Regions from separate parts of the Capsicum annuum genome. Here region 1 is linked to region 2. Evidence: chromatin contacts called from public Hi-C data. All regions are on one chromosome and are shown on one strand. Each heading gives the region's core, a stretch centred on a gene start, on an enhancer-like site or on the middle of the called end of the contact. The rest is flanking DNA. Distances are from core to core; before and after follow the strand shown.

Evidence for each region. A called contact is a pair of places that touch in the nucleus more often than the background predicts.
Region 1: a contact with region 2 is called in a Hi-C map of leaf, with 4 times the contacts expected there. The contact joins two enhancer-like sites. A contact is called at or near these places in 4 of 5 Hi-C or Micro-C datasets (bud, leaf and placenta).

What each region holds. Positions count from the first base shown.
Region 1 is chr4:93,827,056-93,830,125 of UCD10Xv1.1, reverse strand. It overlaps LOC107867816 (tetratricopeptide repeat domain-containing protein PYG7, chloroplastic), which reads left to right. Exons shown (of 5, transcript XM_016714257.2): 4 at 134-280; 5 at 1,268-1,825. The coding sequence ends at 1,549. Among protein-coding and RNA genes, the nearest start is that of LOC107867816, 11 kb to the left of the region's middle. Within about 2 kb of position 1,790, at least 3 of the 5 cell types and tissues checked have an H3K27ac peak or open chromatin away from gene starts, as enhancers often do. A contact at or near this core is called in bud and leaf, where this site is marked.
Region 2 is chr4:93,616,519-93,619,477 of UCD10Xv1.1, reverse strand. It overlaps LOC107867815 (phospholipid-transporting ATPase 2), which reads right to left. Exons shown (of 24, transcript XM_047411887.1): 24 at 1,150-2,091. The coding sequence ends at 1,756. Among protein-coding and RNA genes, the nearest start is that of LOC107867815, 50 kb to the right of the region's middle. Within about 2 kb of position 1,552, at least 2 of the 5 cell types and tissues checked have an H3K27ac peak or open chromatin away from gene starts, as enhancers often do. A contact at or near this core is called in bud and leaf, where this site is marked.

The DNA of each region.
Region 1 (3,070 bases), core at 541-3,040, 210 kb before region 2:
GTTTAACCTACAATCCGGTATCTATGTGTACATGTCTATATGACTTGCCAGAAGAACTTGCATATAGATGTGAGAATGCAACTCTCTTTCTCCGTCTCTCTGAACATACTTTATTATTTGACACAAAACACAGGAGCAAGTTAGAAGCGGTGATGCCAGTGCAACAGAGCTTTTTGAACTTGGAGCTGTGATGTTGAGGAGAAAATTCTACCCAGCTGCTATCAAATACCTTCTTCAGGCAGTAGAAAAGTGGGATGGAGATGACCAAGATCTTGCCCAAGTATGAACTTCTTTTCAACTGTTCCTTTTTCTAATTTAATTTTATATAAATGATAAAGGACCTTCTCTACAACAATTCTTATTTCACATATAAAATTTCTGATGCATTGTGAATATTCTATGTAAATTAACCTAAAATATGCTGCCGTTTAAAACAAAACTAGTGAATGCATGCATTTATCCTGATGAACATGTGAAGAATATCTTTTACCCTGGATCACTTATCTTACAGCTAAAAGCAAAATCACAAATTTAAAAGTATTCTAGAAACTGCTGAAATTCCCAGCTAACAAATTATTTCTTAAATCATAGTCTAGAAATCATTTAACAAAATGGACGTCAAAAGCTAGTTCATAAAGTAAAGATTGTTCAAGATAATATAAGAAGACAATAACCCATGATAGGATATTTGGAGTGTCGTGATAGCATAACATGGGGACAACATAACATGGGATCCCAACATTGGGCCTACATCATGAGGCTAAAAGGACAGAATAATCAATAATCTCATGGAGAACTCTTGAGCAAATCAGGATTATGCTAGAAGAAATGAGGTTGACTAGGTGAGGTAGAAATTAAACTTTATGTTCCAGTCCTTTTTTTTTGGTTGGTAGGAGCCACAGAGGTCGGCGGACAGGCCATGTTGTCCAGAATTTTGTAATATGCATCACGGAACTCCAAATACTATGAAGCTGATATGAACATCTATCCTTTTTCTTTTTTTAAACTTGGTAACTTGCTGATTGAACATCTATCTAGGAAGCTCATCTTATGGTATGTGTATGAGAATGTTAAGCAAATCTCTGCCAATTGAAATTTAACCAGCACAAGAAACTACGACTTCAAGAGAGGATTTCTCAAGAGTCATGTTGGACCGCTTTAGAATTATTACTTGCCTGTGTTTTTTTTTCCGTCGCATACCAAGTCTTTTTAGGTATCCAAGTTTTGTATTCTGATCCTGTCCCCTATACTTTGTGCATCTTTACAGGTTTACAATGCCCTTGGTGTCAGTTATGTACTTGATGGAAAAATTGACAAAGGAATTGCCCAGTTTGAGAATGCTGTGAAAGTTCAACCAGGTTATGTCACGGCATGGAACAACCTAGGCGATGCATATGAGAAAACCAAAGACTTGACATCTGCTCTAAAAGCATTTGAAGAGGTCCTTCTTTTTGATCCTAATAACAAAATAGCTCGTCCTAGGCGTGATGCATTGAAGGATAAAGTAACGATGTACAAAGGAGTATCGGTGAAATCTAAGAAGAGTTGATATAGCGAGCACGTCAGTGCTTTTACACGCTTGCGCTGATTATCTGTTTGAGCTCTTTTTATTTTCTTTTTCCCCTTTTTCCGCTTCTCCTACACAAGTAGAATTTCGTTGTCATGGCTTTGTTAAATTTTTGGATGTTCCACAACAGAGGTGGGCAAGAAGTTTTTTAACTTCTTCATCATTCTGTCTTTGGTGTATATGAAATTGACAGTGTATATTCTACTTTATTTGCATAGAATTGGGCGGACGGTGATGATTCCTGCCGCCTTTTATAAATTGGTTTTCCATTTCTTAGCCATACTTGGAAACCCTTCAGGTTGCCTTAAAAAGTACGCAGCACCAACAACAACATAATACAAATGGTGTAGTCCCAAACAAGTTGTGATTGGCTAAATGAATCTTCACTTTTTTATCTTGCCATAAAACTTAGAAGTAAGAAGCAATATAAAAAATTAGCTCTTCCATTTCCTGTTATGAACGGTTGACGCTTAGTTTTTGGGATCAAGGCATGAAAACGCACCTGAAAATTGTCAATTACACACGTAAATTATGGAGGGGTACCTTATTTTTTTCATCTTGTATAACCCCATCACTAATTACCTTGCAAAAAAAAAAAAAAAAAAAAAAAAAAAAAATTTCCCATAAAAAAAAAAAAAAAAACAAGTTAAAGCATATATCATGTGCAGGGGGTCCCTTATCTTTTTCGTTTTGTTTTACCCCTTACTAATTACCCTGCAAAAAAAAAAGAAACAAGTTAAAGCACATATCACGTGCCCACGCTTACACTAGACAAAGAGGCGGAAGATTTTGTTTTGTAGTTCTTTACAATTGCTTTTAGTTGTATCTTTCTTTACAGAGATCTTCTTGATATAAAGAAGGTTTTTATTTTTATACCTGAAATTTGAAAAAAATTATTTTCTTTTATTTAATTTATAAGTGATCATAGAAGATTATTTTTAGTGAAATAGGAGGGATTTTAATGTCTTTTTATTTGATTCTTTCATATCCCAACCGATATGAAGTAAAATGCACCAACTCTTGGGGTTTTTTTTAGGTATTCTTATTTAAAAAATTTGTATATATATATGACGAATCTGTTGGGATATAAAAGGAACGAGAGCAGGTGGGAAAATGATATCATGTTTATTAATTGTATATGGCAGGTCTATAAAGGATCTGTATAAGACTCGTGTCAGCCAAGATAGACTTTGAAAAAGATAATAACTATCTAAGGGGTCGTTTGGTTTGAAAATAAGTTATATCGGGATTAATTATGCTGGGATAAGTTATGCTGAGATTAGTTGTGCTGGGACAAGTTATGCTGGTATTATTTTTTAGTGGTTGTTTACAGTGGCGGAGCCACAGCCAATGAAGGGTGGTCAGATGAACACCCTTCGTTGGAATTTTTTTTCAAGTATATAGGTTAAATATAGATATTTATGGTTATATACATGTTGCACACCTTTAACAAGCTAGAGAAGCATAGTCTAGTGGTCAAGAATGTGCATTTCTGCATCAACA
Region 2 (2,959 bases), core at 303-2,802:
CACGCATATGAATCACCTGTTAAAAGAACCATTTATATGAATCACCATTTATGAATCAACAACACCATATATGTATCACCAATTAAAATATCATTTGAATGTGTTACACACATGAATCACCAAAAAAATATGAATCACAAAATAACCAGTTAATTTGTTAATATACAGTTATATGAATCACCAGTTAAAAGAATCAATTATATTAATTAATATCTATGAATCACCAGCATAATATATGTATCACCAATTAAAATATCATTTTTTTATTTCACCCATATGAAACACCCATATAAATCACCAAAAAAAAATATGAATCACCAAGTAACCACCTGCACCCATATGAATCACCCATATGAATCACCATTTAAAAGAACTAGTTATATAAGTCACCATTTATGAATTAGTTGCGAAAATAAAACCTACTCCGACGAAAATTTTGGAATTTGTTTAATTTCATCCCGATCTTCCATTTGTGTCGGAAACTTGATTTTTTGCAGAAAAAGCTTCCCTTAAAATCTTTAATTTTTCAGGATCGTTCCACTGCTTTGATCAATTTTCACTAAAACCTAATTTGGTGTAATCAAAATTGTCTGGAGTAAAACCCACGATTTGATTACTATCATGAACAGCATTTTATGTTTCAATTTGTGAAATTCCCAAACTGAATGTGGGTGAATCTTCATTAGCCATTGAAGATAAAACAAATTAACACAAAAGGATTTTAAAGCATAAACCAAGAGCTAACCTCTTTGAAGAAGTTGTCAATTTTTCAAATTAAAGGATGAACGATTACGGTTAAAATCAGTTGAAGTATTGAAGAATGAAGTTGACTCAAAATCTACTAAAATGAGAGATTTTAGGGGAGTAATTTGTGGGAAGAAAAAAAAAAAAGATGATGCGTAATAAAAAAGAAAGAGATGGCGTAAAAAGAGGAGATAAAATAGGATGTGCAAGTTATAGCATATGTATCACCAGTAAATATGCAAATAGGATTTTATGTAATTTTTAAAACATTAAGGGATATTAGGTAATATGATGTCTTAAATATGAGATTTGTGTAATTTTCCCTTCTTATTACATATCGACTTTCCATCCCTTATTATAGTAGTGCACTGTCACAAAAATCACCCACGGGTCACACTGAATATCTATGCAAAAATAAAAACATTTCAACAACCGTGAAAGATCTGTACGTCAGTATTATCATTTCCAATCTGACTTATAAACATCACTGCAATTGATACACGGGAACTTTGTTTCTAATTCAAGGTTTCCAGCCCAATGTTGTTCTAAATATTTTACAAATCCACTCAATAGCATCAACTCGTAAAAAACAAAAACGTTGAAAATGATGCTGGGTATATTTCTGTGACGAGGATAGGTCTCTCTGATTCCATTCCAATTGAGTAGATATTGTAAATTAATATCACCCTGAAATGGGGTGCCAGAATCTGTGAAATGTTTCATTGTTTCCTTCAATAAACAAGAATCAAAATCGTGCTATGCTGTTGCATCTTCATATCCTGAGAATAGTAATCCGTCCTGATCTTTACAGCATAAGCTGCCAAATACAGTGGCCCCTGAGCATGATGTTGGCAGTTTGATGCAACTATTATTCGCGCAGCATAGAATAAGTGTAGAATAAGATGCTGATCAGTTCAAAAGAACAGATCAGCAGTCAGTGTCCTCGGTGTAGTATCTTTTCTACATCTGATAAGTATAATTCCATGTGTCCTACCAGATGAACTGTCAATATTAGTTGTCCTTGCAGTTTCTTGTATAATTTGAAGACAATCGGGCCTGGGACTGAAAGAAATCAAATGGAGCCCCTGGTCCAAAAGAACGTCTTGTAGCACTAGGAGAATCTGAGAGCAGCGGCTCATAGACTGAAGTACGGTTCTTGGGTTGAGAAATTGATAAAGGGGAAACATCTTTATCCAAAGATCTCGACTGAGGCTCTATATTACCCAGGGACAATATAGGTCCTCCCATACGTTCGGCTTGCTGAAGTATGTTAATTTTACTAGATCTGTAGGTATACCTGAAGTACTTCAAAGCTAGCACTGGACCCATGCCAGCTGCAACAATGATCTGAAATGAGAAGGTAAGCTAGAATTAATTATGTAGTATTATTGAACTAAAAGAGGGAATAAGAAAATAGTTCCTCCCGTAGAATAATTGCTAAAAAGGAGCATCCCATCTAATTAGAAGTAACAAAGCATTTCATATAAACAATTAGGAGCACCTTATCACCTTTAGCATATAGAAATTAGTAGTTATAAAATACTTCAGTCAATTTGTAATACTTTCAGAAGGTACTACACTTTCTAGCATTGGTTACCTACTACAACGGATCGATATTTAAACAACAAAGATTTTCAAAATCACAGCATCACTATACGTGAATTGCCTAATGTAACATATATTTGGATCAACAAGGAAAGATGATGAATAGAATGATATCATGCCAGAACTACTGAAGGATAACTACTTGTCCCAAGTAACATGACACACTCTTCTCAGACATATTAAATTATTTTAAACTCGGCCTATTAATTACATTTTGAAGTGTCAAAGAACTTGGGTTCATGCAACAATTCGAAATCAACTCTTACGTTATCTTTTTCAAATCAAACGAAGTACCCAACTACAAATATTTTTTCTAACTGCTGGTGTAATAGTAAGTCATCTCCTAAAGCCTTCTGCCCAGCCACAATCTACTATAAAACTGGATCGACTAACAATTTTGAAGCATTGTCTCGACTCTCTAACTGGGTTTTTGTTAAGCATGTTCGTCAGGGTTATAAAAGTAAAAACACGATCCAAAGAGAGCTTCAAATTCAGAAATATATGAACCAAGAGTTAAATACTGTCCAAATGACTTGAAAAAAAAAAAAAAAAAAACTGTTGAACTGTAAACAATAGACAATCACTTTGAAAACATCATGATATCACTAAC